Regions from separate parts of the Mus musculus genome. Here region 2 is linked to region 1. A link is a contact called in public Hi-C data. All regions are on one chromosome and are shown on one strand. The core of a region is the stretch at or near the end of the contact, and the rest is flanking DNA. Distances in the headings are between cores, read along the strand shown.

The links. Hi-C and Micro-C count contacts between places; a contact is called where the count stands out from the background.
Region 2: a Hi-C map of the G1E-ER4 cell line shows a contact between it and region 1, with 5 times the contacts expected there. The contact joins the promoter of Odc1 here to the enhancer-like site in region 1. A contact is called at or near these places in 3 of 39 promoter capture datasets (the 3T3-L1 cell line, the C10 cell line and cranial neural crest), 2 of 484 Hi-C or Micro-C datasets (the G1E-ER4 cell line and the N1E-115 cell line) and 1 of 9 other capture datasets (liver).

Annotation. Positions count from the first base shown.
Region 1 is chr12:17,029,527-17,036,474 of GRCm38.p6, forward strand. No RefSeq gene overlaps it. Among named protein-coding and RNA genes, the nearest start is that of 2410004P03Rik, 21 kb to the left of the region's middle. Within about 2 kb of position 4,130, at least 77 of the 459 cell types and tissues checked have an H3K27ac peak or open chromatin away from gene starts, as enhancers often do. A contact at or near this core is called in the G1E-ER4 cell line and the N1E-115 cell line, where this site is marked.
Region 2 is chr12:17,540,886-17,547,833 of GRCm38.p6, forward strand. Odc1 (ornithine decarboxylase, structural 1) reads left to right here and starts at 3,988. Exons shown (of 12, transcript NM_013614.2): 1 at 3,988-4,283; 2 at 6,211-6,308; 3 at 6,398-6,515; 4 at 6,748-6,921. The coding sequence starts at 6,414. It overlaps Gm22748 (a small nucleolar RNA gene), which reads left to right and starts at 5,261; the gene lies at 5,261-5,396.

The DNA of each region.
Region 1 (6,948 bases), core at 2,880-5,379:
TGTGAGCCACCATTTGGGTTCTAGAAACTGAACCCAGTTCACTGCAAAGTAGAAAGTGCTCTTAACTGCTAAGCCATCTATCTCTCCAGCCCTGGTTTGTAGTCCTGAGTCCTGAGAACTAGATCCTTTGGCTCCAGGCTCCAGGGCCAGGGGCTCACGGCTCTAGGTGCTCAGCCACACATAGGCTTATTGCCCAGCAGCTAGGGTAATCCCCAGCTTTTGGCAGTAGTTGGTGGTAGCCGCAGACAGCACCAGCTAGTAGCCACAGACAGCACCAGCTAGTATCCTGGTTGCCGAGTCTGGAGTGTTGAGACTCTGCCCTTAGAGTGATTAGCATCATAGATCTTAGGCCTCAGGCAGGGCTTGGTAGCTCTTTGGAACTCTAGTGGTGACTGAGGCTTCAGTTTCTCCTTGTCAGCTCTTCACAGCCTTCTCTGCACCTCCGCTGTCCTTGTCCTTTCCAATGCCTTCACCTGCTGGCAATTCTGCGCCTCTGGCCACTCTGGGGGAAATCCACTGAGCTCCCGCCCTGCCGCTGCCACTACCCCTGCACCAGAGCCATCTTCTCCAGCACCATCACATCTTTGTATTCCTAGCCCAACCCACACTACCTACCATAAAAATCCGAAGCAGGCTAAGCAAAAGGCCAATTAGGGGAGGCCTTTTATTGGCCTAGAATTGCAGCAGCAGAGGTGACACAGGATGGTGACTCCCTGATGACTTAAAAACAAAACAAAACAAAAACAAAAACAACCCCCAAAAAACCGAGCTAGTATGTCCTAGGTGTTTGCACCAGTCACTACAGTCCCGAAGGTCTATGTTACACCACTGCCGGCTTTCTTCCTTGATGAGAACTGGCTGCTTGAGTTCACCAAGGTTTGTGATGTCAAAAGCTCCGTGTGTCCCTGTCGTGGCAGGAGTAGTGCCTCTCAGAGCTGGAGCCGGAGCTGTGCTTTGGCAGTGGCAGCTGTGGTTGCAGTACAGTTTCCTCAAGGTATCTGTGGAGTGTTCGAAGCAACTGGGCTCCCACGAAGACAGTCGAGCCAGTTGCCAGAGAGAAGCTGCTTAGCTGGCAGACCTCTGTTCAAGTCAGTACCAGGAGCATCAAGGGAGCACCAGGCACGTGGGGGGTTCATAGCAGGGAATCAAATCACCTGATTCCCAATGTCCTAGCTGATTTGAAGGCAAAGTAAACATTAAAACATTAGAAGGGATGCTCTCAACAGGGGCTGACATCACTGTTCTCAACACTACTTAACAGTTCTCCGTTCTTCACCAGACATCCTCGTAGACACTTAGGCTACCCTTTACTCTTTTGTAAGATCTTCCACGCAGCTCTGAATTTCCCAGCTGCTCGGTGTGCTGCCCTAATCTGTGGGCTTCCATAACCACCTTACATTCAACATTCTCCAGAGTACATGCAATCTGGGTTCACCCATGTGGTCAGGGGTGTCCTCACATACCCGGAGAGATGAAGGGCTGCGTATTATTATCATCAATAATACGCAAAGAGGTCAGCCTCTACCTGTCGGAACCATGGCTTCCCAGTGCCCGCCACACTTGCTCAGCATAGGCATGGAGGGCTGGGGAGGAGGCAGACTGCTTGCCCTCTCTTTCAGGGAGCAGAGCAAATGTCCCTGTAGCTTAGTCTATGTATTAGTTTCTTTTTTTGTTGTGTCGACAAAATATCTAACAAAACCAACTCAAAGGAGGAGGGAAGAAAGGAAGAAGGAAGGAAGGAAAGAGAAAGGAGAGGGAAAGGAGTTAAGAAGGAGGGTGAGAGGAAGGAAGGAAGAAGGAGGGAGAAAGAGGGAGAGAAGAAGAAGGAAGGAAAAAGGAAGGGGGAAGGAGGAAAAAAGGAAGAAGGAAGGAAAGGAGGAACTAAGCCCCCCCCCCCCCAATTTTACCATTGACGTTACAGTCCATCATGGTGGGAAGTCATGACACTAAGGGTGTGGAATGGCTGGTCACATTGCATCCAGAGTAAGGAAGGAGACAGATGAATATTCATGTTTACCAGGACTCCATCCCATGGGATGGTGCTCCCCACATTTAGGCTGGATCCTCCCACGTTGATGAGCCAGTGTAGACAGTCCTTCACAGATGTGCCCAGGGCTTGTCTGCTGTGTCACTCTGGATCCATTAGGTTGACAATCACACCGTGGTTCTTCTGTCTGATCCTTGTCTCTTCAGCGTCCTGCTCACCGACATGTCCTACCCTTGGTCCCTAGAGCTATTTTCTCTGTAAAGGACCTCAGAGAGCATGTTCTTTGCATTCCTTTCTTCCTTCTGCAGACTCTGTGAAGTCAGAGGTGGGTTTTAATATAGGGGGAGGGGATAACTGAGCTATGGTGCCAGTTGCTTGGATTCCTTATCCCAGTTGAATGTCTGCACAACATACTCTGTCTGTCTGTGGATCTGTGTCTGTCTGCCTGCCTGCCTGCCTGCCTGCCTGCCTGCCTGTCTCTCTCCTTCATACACACACACACACACACACACACACACACACACACACACCAGGGTCTATCTGTGTAACCCTAGCTATTCTGGGACTACCTATGGAGACAATTCATAGACACCCACTTATCTCTGCCTCTGAGTGTTGGAGTTAGAGAAGCACACTGCCAGGCTTACCTTGGATGACATAGTCTCTTGGTGGTGTTGTGTAAGGTACAGATTCCCTGTTCTCCTGCATACCTGGAGATTGGCAGGGGGAAGAACCCTGGTCTCCAAGTCCTTGATGGTCCTAGGTGCTAGAGGCTGAGAGGTTAGGTCTCCTCCTTTCTGCCTCAGGCGTCTGGAGTTTGTGGTAGAAGTTGTAACCTTTGTCATGTGTGGTTTGGAGAACCCTGCCGTCCATTTTGGCCAGTGTCCTGGCTGCTGTAGATGTCCTGATCTATGGGTGGCACTTGCATTGGTCCCTAGCTCGACAGACCTCATGGGTAGTGCTATTGGAAAAGGTGCCCATGTTAAGCTTTCCACTGCTCCTTGTTCCTGGCTCCACCTAGGGACACCTCCATGTCCTGTGGAGCACATCGGGTTCTAAGGACCAGTCACTGACCCAGTGTGTTTCCCAAGCACCATGGTCCTAATGGTGATGGAGAGCCAGGCTATGGAGATGGGGTGGGAAGGGCAGACGCCCTTTTCCAAGAGTCTCAAATAAGAATCAGGACAGGTTCTTGCCTCAGCTTTCAACTTTCTAAACTTCGTGGACCACAAAGGATGTGGTTGCCATTGCTCCCTGCATGTACTGCCTGCCTCTCTACCCTTCTTCCCATACCACCCATGTGACCGGAAGGCTCATGACCTTTCTTCTGCTATCGAGGGTACCCCTCCTAATCTTTCACTCTTTAAGGCTGTGTTTCCTCTGGCCCATTCTGCATCCCCAGGAGTCCCTTGAGGACATAGCCTGTTATCTGTTCATCTACCACTGGTGCCAGGGAGTTCACCCCAGAAGCACAGGCCTGAAAATGAAAGTCATCCTCTGGTCACTGGGTCACCAAGAGGCTGACTCTTTCTCTAGCGTCAAAGGGAAACACGCTTTGACTCTCTCCTAGAAAATTCTAGACACACCAACACGGCACCTACGGGAGCCTTGGGAAGCATATTGAGAAACGCTATTCTGGATATTTTTGTGATACTCCAAATAACTTCAGTTTTCTCTCTCATCTTAAAGTCTCTTCTAACAACAAAAAAAACTCTTGCGTTGAGGACTTCCTTCCCAGCAGGTGGCGCTATTGAGCAGTGATTGAATCCTGAGCACCAGCAATCTATTCCTGAGTTCATACATAGGCTACAGATCCTCTCTGTGCCTTGTGTGTGTGTGTGTGTGTGTGTGTGTGTGTGTGTGTGTATAATATATATATATATTGGGGCTCTGCACAAATGAAGCTATCGCCATTACCGACCAAGCATTAGTTGAGGGACGATAAGTGTCCACCGAGAAGAAATGAAGCCCATTTGTGAAGTCAGTAGCAAGCGGGCCTCTTTGTACTTTGAAGCAGCAGAAAAGGCCAAACAGACCCATTGTTGCTATTTGTGGCTTTAAGAAGACCCTATATCTGATTGGCTGAGTGAAGAACAGAGAGGGTGTGGTAGAAACCGGAAGCACACTGTCTGTGGGGCCCTCAGCAGAACCATGTGGACTGCATCTCTACATAACCACACAGCAGCCGCAGAGCAGACAGTGAGCATGATCACACGGCACTTGGCAGAAAGGCAGACAGACTGGCTCGCCTCAGACGCTCCAGCTGGACCTCAGACGGAAGGTGCAGAGATTCAAATCCTTGGTCTCTCCACCGGGGATGTGAGCACCCTGGGTCCTCTTACATTGTAAGCGATGGGCTGTTAGGAATGACAGCCCCGAAGTCAACCAAGGTGGTTTTCATTCTCTCATTTGTCTGCCCTGAACACTTCACTCATTGGCAAGTATGTACGGTCCAGCTGGGAGGACTGATAACCAGCTCACAAAAGAGGTACCTTGAGTCCCCTGGCCGCAGTGAAACGGCTCCTCTAGGGTCAACACCTGGCTAGGGGCTGGCTGCTCCCTTTCTGTGCTTTTGTGCAAGAACCTTCCCTGTAGGGTGTGGACTGGCCCGGTACATTCTGCGTGTCTCCCATGGTCCTGGCTATGCACATTAACTGTAACACGATGACATAATTATAGAAACAGAGGACACCCTTCATTTCCTCAGTCACCTGCAGACCCAGAATATGCTGGAGAAAACTTGGATGCACCAACTCCTCATTACAAGCTGAGGCTAGCAATGAACAAAATAAATATGCATTGGAGACTGAATGCTATAATTAGCGTTTCCATGTGGCTAAAGAAAACGAGAGACATTTTAATTCCGGGCCTCTGGTTGCATGTTAAGTTGCTGCGAAGGGAATGGTCCTTGGGGGTTAACCTGTGAGGGACAGGCATTGTCTTAAGATCCTTGGTGTAGGTGGGATTCAAATGGAGCGGCTATGCCATTAGATAGCCCAGGGCTGAGCTTACTTCCTAGAGCCCAGTGAATACTCCCAATTGTAAGAGAGGCTGGCGTCGTCCCCTGGCACCCATGGTCCGGGTGAATCTATTCATTTAATAAATAATTAGCATTCGCATATCTGTTGTTCCTGGTGATGTCAGAAAGTACCTTTTCGTACTGTCTTCCAAATTCACATCTAGACGTGTGATGCTTTGACCTGCTACCTCCTTTAACTCAGTGCTGGGGACAATCTCAAAGCATTGTCCTGCTCTGCCCTTGGGGTAGCTAGCCAGCCTGAGGATTTTGTGCTTTCTTGATAACATAACTGGAGAAACTGGCATGTCTGAAAGAGAACAGGCCACATGGTCCTGAGCTCTTCTGCCCAAGGGGTGATAGGACTCTGTGTATCTCTTCTGGGGGATACATGGGGATTTGAGGTGACAGATAGGCAATCTGGGGGAATCCCCAGCATGGAGCCCAGGAGAGTCAAAGAGGAGATACCCGGCTCTTCTGCCTTCCGTGTTCCCAGGCACCAGCTTGTTGTAACACCGCGTTCTCAGGCCTCAGTGACTACAAGAGTTGTAAAACAGGCTGTAGCCTCACTGAAGGCACAGTGGCCACAATTAGCAACTGGAGAGGTGCAGTGTTGATCTCACAGGCATGAGGTGACTTATCCCAACTCACCTAAGAAGATTGTTCACACTAAGAGCTTTTTAAAACCCCAGTTTAGAGAGAGCTGAAGAATTCTCTCTGCCATTCAAGACCATCTTTAACAGAAAGCACACCGGAAGGGTGGTCCTGAAACACCCGTGTGACAGGCAGAGATCTGGAGTACCCTGAGACTTCAACTACCAGCCCTGTGCTCTGTGGATGGACAGCACCCCCTGCAGGACAGAACCTCCAGATAGAGATGTGTTAGACATGCTTATGTCCTGAAAGCCTTTTATTTTGTGAGACCTGGGTGGGGCTGGGTATTCATCCTGGAATTTCCAGAAGTTTTTCTCCTTAACTCCCAGAGAAATTTTATTTTGAAACAGAGTCTCACATAGCCCAGGCTGGCCTTGAACTCTCCATGTAGATGAAGATGAACTTGAACTTACCTTCCTGCCTCTACCTCTACAGTCAAGGAAGACACACCCCCCCCCCTCCACACACACACCCCTTGTGGCTGTGGCTGTATCACAAATAGTGCTAGGACTTGCCAAAGCCACAGCAGCACCTGGAGGTGACCTGATGATGGATGCCATGCTAGGCTCAACGTGACAGACTGGGAAAGTCTAAAGTCCTGAATCCTGGAGCCAGGAACTGTTTCCAGCCTCACATCCTGATGTCCTGGTGACACAGGGACAAACTGTCCTCACCCCCCCCCACCCCCCACCCCCCACCCCCCACCCCCCGGGCTCCACTCATGCATCCTGTTCTCCTGCTGAGAGGGGTGCCACTCTGGGCTGCTGCTGCTCAGGCCTAGGGTCGTGCGTGCTTTGTGCAGACACTCTGGGGGACTCTTTCTCCCTCTGTGCCCTCTAGGGAGGCTTTTGGAACCACATCTTAGAGTACAAAGCTGGGAAGCTTGGCCACAGACTCTGGCATGGTCAATTGGTCCTCAGTGGGACGCCTGTGGATTGGCTTCATCCCTGACTTGACATCTAATCCAACCCACCCATGCATTCCGGAGGTGGCTGGCACTCCTTACTTGGGGGCCAGGTTGGCTATGACAAGGGTATAATATACCTGTCCTTGCTATCTCGATTTGTGACTGGCAAGGGGTATTTAAGCATCAGTCCTGAGGGGAAGGGTTACTTCTTGACAATGACCCATGTACTTTGGGGCCTATGTTTGCCTGCTTGGGATTCCTGAGTACCTCAGCCTGTGGGAAGCCTCTTTATTGGACCCCAGGGCGATGAATATTGAGTGGATGGATTCGGAAACACGGTGTCTGGTGCTCAGCAGGCAATTAACAACTGCTAATTGATTCAGA
Region 2 (6,948 bases), core at 2,738-5,237, 510 kb after region 1:
AATGCCATCACTTCTGATGATGCCACCATTGCTCAGAACAACCTGGAAGCTGCCTTCCCTGCCTTGGGCACATTATTTGGATTATCAGTGGAGGTGGCACACTTTCTGCCTCGGAGGGAGGGTTAGCTCTTTGGAGACACTCAACACAATTTCAGGGCAAGTCTAGCATTGGTGAGTTACAGCAGTGGAACACTATTTTGGGTCAAATATCCAGATGTGACTTGTCTGGTGACTGCTCTCCATTGCCCAGGTATCTTGAGTTGTGCACCTTTAGCAAGGCAGGTGCTAATTTCCTTATGTGGCCTAATATTAGGAATCTCACTTTAGTCTGCTCTCTTCCTTTCTTTCCTTCTTTCCTTCCTTCCTTCCTTCCTTCCTTCCTTCCTTCCTTCCTTCCTTCTTTCTTTCTTTCTTTCTTTCTTTCTTTCTTTCTTTCTTTCTTTCTTTCTTTCTTCCTTCCCTCCCTCTTTCTTTCTTTCTCTTTCTCTCTTTCTCTCTCTCTCTCTCTCTCTCTCTCTCTTTCTTTCTTTCTTTCTTTCTTTCTTTCTTTCTTTCTTTCTTTCTTTCTTTCTTTCTTTCTTTCTTTCTTTCTTTCTTTCTTTCTTTCTTTCCAAGACAGGGTTTCTCAGTGTGAGCAGTCCTGGCTGTACAAAGCCCAGCTTTGTAGACCAGGCCAGCCTTGAACCTGCCTCTGCCTCCCAAGCACTAGGATTGAAGGTGTGTGCTACCATGTCTGGCTAGTCTGTTCTTTTCCTAGAAGACAGATATGACTTTGGATACGGATTCCTCCTCCTCTCTTCCTCTTTTAAGAGTCTATCTTGAAGCCAGGTGTGATGGCCCATGCTTTCAATACCCGCTGAGGCATACTGAGGCATACTCTCTGTGAGTTCCAGGTAGCTTATCTATATAGCAGATTCCTGGCCAGCCACACATACAACAATGAGACCTTATCTAAAACAAACAAGCAAGCAAGCAAACAAACAAACAATGCTTCAGGCTGCACATTTTCGGATGGGTCACGACAGCTAATCTCATCCTTGGGGAAAAAAAGGAGTTGTTAGGAGGGGATGAACCAATGGATGAATGAAAGCCCTGTCTTGACTTTGCCAATACCAAGTAAATGGATTTGTATACAATTGCTGGTTATTCCTTTATGCGATGTAATTCTTTTCCCATAAGGGGCCCTCTTTACATTTGTAACTACCCCATGTACTTGGGAGGTGGAGGCAGTAGCCATTCAAGGCTCTGCTCTGCTACACAGGGACCTGAGCTCCATGAGATGCTGTCTTAAAAAATAAAGTTAGAGCTCTTAGAACTTGGCCCAACCATCACTACTTGTAGACACTGAGCTTGCACCTCCAAGGAGGGGCGTGAGATTCAGGATTTTACCATGGGCAAGTGCTGAGAGTCCCTAAGAAAGTCAGAGACAGCCCCAGAATATAAGACAGTAACTGAGAACACCGCTAATAGCAGCATCTACACTGGTTTCATCCATCCTTCGGTGCCTCTGCACAATCTAGCACAAACACCTCACTGCATGTCAGGATAACATTCTGGACATTGGCATTTTATAAGGTCTCATCGCTTTACTTTGGAGAGACAATGGCAATGGAACTTGGGGCCTCAAATTGCCCCTAGGGAGAAAGGGGCAAGCACTCTTGTGTTGAGTGGTAGCCTAGCCTTTGTTGATTTTCTCTTAAGGAAGATGGGTAGGGAAAGGGAGGAACCGGTGAAAATAATATCAGTAATGCCACTCGTTTGACTAAGCCTGGGTTTAGTCACCACTGGTCTGTCTTCTTGAATGCAGGTTAGTAGTTGAGTCTTATGACTCAAGCTCAGCTGCTTTCAGACCGGCTTTGGGGACCTCTCCATGCTGGAGCCTGTCTACCACCAGCTAGCAGGGCCACTACCCCAGGAAATGGGCCCCTCCTTCCCTACCTTCTGTCCCCACCCTGACAGTCAGCTGGATCATGTACAAGACACCACCTCCCGAGGGTTTGGGCAGGAATTGGAATGTGGGTGGGTTGGTGCCATACATACATAGGCAGTTGTGATAGAGCCAGAGTAGTTTATAATTTGGAATGGTCTCCTGGTCTTCCTGACCAAGACCTGCGCTCTTCTTCCCAGGTAAGGTTTCCAAAACTAAAACACTATGATTATCTCCCATCACAGAGATAAAGATGCTAATTGAACGCTTGGGGCTGTATGTTCTTTGACTGGTCAAAACAGCTAATCTGGTCCTTGGGGAAGAAAAGGGTTGTTAGGAGGGGATCCCATACCCTTCTCCTGCTCTGCATGGTACCTTGTGACTGCTCCAGGATTATATAAAACTAAGGAAGAGCAGGGTGCCCAAGAGAAGAGTGAAATGCCCATCCCATCGTTGTATGGACAGCTTGCTTGATGCTTTTGTGGCTCTTGTTTCTTTCTGCAGAAGCCATGATTCAGGGAGAAGTGAATCACTCGTTCTTTCATTCACTCATTCAACAAATATCTATGGACTATGACCCAGGCTTGGAAGTGTGTACTAAGGTTTTTCCTCCCAGGACTTTGTGGTTGTAAAAGACCCTTGGGTACATGAGACCAAGGCTTGCACAAAACTGCACAACAGTTTGGGAGTGGAGCTGGGTTGTGGATTTTCTCTAGGGACCTCTGGAGAAAAGCCAGTGGGGTTTGTTTGTTTGACTTTGTTTTGTGATAGGGTCTCACTATGTAGCCGTGGTTGGTCTGGAACTCTTTGTAGACTATACTGGTCTCAAACTTAAGAGATTTAGCTGGTCAGAGAAGGAACATACCTTTAATCCCAGCATTCTTGAGGCAGAGGCAGGTAGAGTTCCACTAAAGCCAGGGCTAAACTGAGAGGCCAGGTCTCAAAAACAAACCACCCAAACCAAACAAAAAACAAATAAACAAAAGCCTGCCTCTGCCTGAGTACTGGGATTAAAGGTGTGGGTCATCTGGCCCTGCTCAGGCCCTTGAAAAGCTTCAAGTTTTTTCCTTTGCTGTGATTCAAGTTAGTTTTTTGGTACTGCTATGGTATCTCAACGTCTGGGCTGGGAGAGGGGTTTTAACTGAGAATTAACAAACCATTAACATCGTATACATAGTATACATAGTAACAAATTGTAGTGTTCGTGTGTTTTTCCAATACTGAATATGTAAGTCAGTCCCACTTGTTCTTTAACAATGTAACTTTGGTGGATACAAATTTACTGCCCAGACTCTGTTCGCATTCAGGCTTCTCAAAGTTGTAGCTACCCTGAAAGACAGAATAAGAGAGACAGCTGGTGGCTGTCCACCACCTCTTACCTTGTCCCTAACACGCCTTTCAATACGACCCTTGCTTAGATAGAAGGCGTACTTAGCATGCAACTGATGCCTAACATCTAGTTGGAAGCCACCAACATAACACGGAGTGGCCGGGTCAGCCTCCGCGGGCTTGTCTCTCAGCAAGCTTTCAGGCTTAGGCATACAGGGTCGTGATGCAGGGTCAGTCTGCGCCACCAAGTCTAGTCTATGTGGCCGGCGCACAGCTCACGGCCCATCCATCCTCCGCTTGCATCTGCGATACGCCTGCCCCGCTAGGGAATACCACCCCCTGAATGGAAAGCCGAGGAAGAATTTTGCTAGTCTTCCAGGTCTGGGTTCAGCCGTTAGGACCTGGAGAGGGGGAAGAGATTGTGTGCCTAGGCGGAGAGGTAGGGGGCGAGAGACTGGCGACCAGGTACATGTGCGCATGCACCAGCCGACTCCCGCCCGCTGCCCATAGGGCCCTGCGGCATGCTGGCAGCCAGGACTGGTGATGTGGTGCGCGTGCGCAGGCCTGCCGCAGGGCGTGTCCGACACGAGGCCCGGCGGGGAGCGCGGGGCGTATGGGCGGGTGGGTGGGCACGCGCTGCGCCCCGCCCCACTGACGCGCCCGGCCCGCGTCCCCCGCCTCCGGCGCCGGGACCCGGGTTGGCCGCCACGGAGTCCCCGCCCCTCCCCCGCGCCTCCCGGCCGGAACCGATCGCGGCTGGTTTGAGCTGGTGCGTCTCCATGACGACGTGCTCGGCGTATAAGTAGCGGCGCGTCGCACCGTCGGGCTTTGTCAGTCCCTGCAGCCGCCACCGCCGGCCGCCCTCAGCCAGCAGCTCGGCGCCACCTCCGGTCGGCGTCTGCGGCGGGCTCGACGAGGCGGCTGACGGGGCGGCGGCGGCGGGCGGACGGACGGACGGACGGGCGCTCCTCGGGGTTTGGCGGCGGCGCCTCCATGGGTCAGGCCAGCCGGGCCACCGTGCTGTGAGGTGAGCGGGACGCGGGAGGGATGTGCGGCCACGTGTCGCGAGGCCCGGACTGCGGCCGCCGGCAGGGGACACGTGGCCCGGGACCGGTGACCTTGCGAGCCGCCGCCCTGAAGGCAGCTGCTCCTGGACCTCGGCTGCAAGCCCTCGGATCCCCCCATGGGAGCCCTCTTCGCGTCAGCCGGACTCAGCGCTCCACTTGCCCGGGTGATGATGGAGGGCAAGCCCGCGGCAGGTGCAGGGGAGCGCGGCCGCGAGCAGCGGTCCTGCAGTTAGTTTCCTGCTGCTTTCTTTAGTTTCACTACGTGTACAGAGCAGAGGCGATGACCCGGAGTGGAAGTTGGTAGACCAAATTTAGTCTGGGAGTCACTGCTAATGAATACCCACCAGCTGTGACTTGGAATTAGAACTCCTTGAATGACTTAGTGGTTTAGGGGAAAACGGGTTCCCGGCTGTCCCGGAAACCCTACTCAGAATCCTCAATAACTGGAAAAAGTGTGGGGGGCAGAGCCTGTCAGGAATGTCTGGGAGAGGACAAAGAATGTAGTGGTTTGTTTTATTCAAACCTAAGATCGGGCAGACTTTGACTGATTGGAATTCTTTTCTGTTTTAATTGGCTTATATCTTCCAGAGTTACCTTCTTGTGCTAATTGTCTGACACGATTTAGCTACTTCCCATACCAAAATGTGTTAGTAACATTTTTCTTTCAGATCTTATCTATTATATTATTTAGGCAAAGCTACAGAAAGGCAAAACAGTATCTCAAAGCTTTTCGTGTTTAAACCGGAAGGTTGCCTGGAAAATACTTAAGACCTAAAATTACAAAGTTACTGCCAAAGCCCATTCATCAGTTGTAAATGATATACAACGAGTTGGCTGGCTCTCTTCTCTAGTCTTAACTTAGGAGAGGTTTAGGCAGCTAACGGAAGTTGACATTGCCAAAAGTCTCGTTAAATTAAGGCTTAACATGTTTAACCATGCATGGATTTGGATTTATGGCAGGCTCTTCCCCGTGGGCCTCTCATAGTGTCCCATGCTAGAGCAAATTGTGGCTCCTAACCATTGCCCAGCCTCCGTGCCTGTAGGCTGCAGGCACTGAAGTGGGTCACACAACGGAAAAAAACGAGTTTTACTTGGCCACTTGCTGTTGTCCATTTCATAAGGCCCAGACAGAAGCTTTTATTAAGAGTGGTGACCTTGCTTATTTTTGTTAGTCATAAAGTTGACCAAAAATGCCTTCCATATGGTTATTATCCATAACTAAGTGGATATTAGAAGGCATTTGAGGACAGTCAGGATCCCAGAAGTGCTCATTTTGTTAGGCAATATAGGCTTTGGGATACTGGTGTCTCATAATAGTAACTAACAATATCCTGTTGATTTGAAGAGTTTGGGTTTTTGTTTTGTTTTGTTTTGTTTTGTTTTAATGCTAGTACTGCATGAAAGTTCCTTATGGAAAATTTTGATGGATTGTTCACTGAGTTTGAGTGCTCTAGATAGATGATAATGACTGTATTCACTTAAGATCATTCAGCATAACAAAGTGGGAAGGAATAAGATATTTTCAGGGCTGCATGTAGTTACTGTAATGCCATTTGAAGTTTCTGAAGACCTGGAACGGCTCAGAAATGAAGCCATGTAATACAGTAATATTGCCAGAGTTAATGGGCTGTATGCAGATATGCTTCTGAGACACATTCTGTTTTGGAGAGATGTCCCATATGTATAGAGTTGTGGCATTCAGTTTTGAACAGTGGAATCTGTTTGGGGAGGGTGGTGTCTATTCACCTAGGCCCTGGGATTCCCACCCACAGTTCTTCCTGTACTGGCTACTTTATTTCACCTGTTTACTCTGGTGTATGGTTGCAGCGTGTAACCTTTAATGGTAAGATTCCAAGGGAGATCACATCTTGTGTTTCTATTCACTAGTGTTTCCACCACTCCAAGAAGGCAGCATTCAGAGTTCTTGGCTAAGTCGACCTTGTGAGGAGCTGGTGATAATTTGATTCCATCTCCAGGTTCCCTGTGTAAGTATCGGTTTACTTGTGGATTTGTGCTGGAGCATTGCTACGACTTTGAGTGTGTTCCCGCTCACTTGCGGCTTCCCCTGTTTCAGAAGCACATCGAGAACCATGAGCAGCTTTACTAAGGACGAGTTTGACTGCCACATCCTTGATGAAGGCTTTACTGCTAAGGACATTCTGGACCAAAAAATCAATGAAGTCTCTTCCTCTGTAAGTACGGGAAGCCCACGGAAGGCCGCAACTCTGCTGAGAGCTCCTAGCACCATACATGAGCCTGTCTTGCCAGAGAATCTAGAATGTGACTGTGGACTGTCTAGTGGTTGGTCATGCCATGTCAGTGACTGCTAACAGGGATAGAATTTGATTAAGGAAGGGAAAAGGGTTTTCAGTGTGGCCAGCTGCTGGACAGCTAATGAGGTCCCTGAACCTGTTCTCATTCCAGGACGATAAGGATGCGTTCTATGTTGCGGACCTCGGAGACATTCTAAAGAAGCATCTGAGGTGGCTAAAAGCTCTTCCCCGCGTCACTCCCTTTTACGCAGTCAAGTGTAACGATAGCAGAGCCATAGTGAGCACCCTAGCTGCCATTGGGACAGGATTTGACTGTGCAAGCAAGGTAAGACTGCTCACCCCGCCCCAAGGA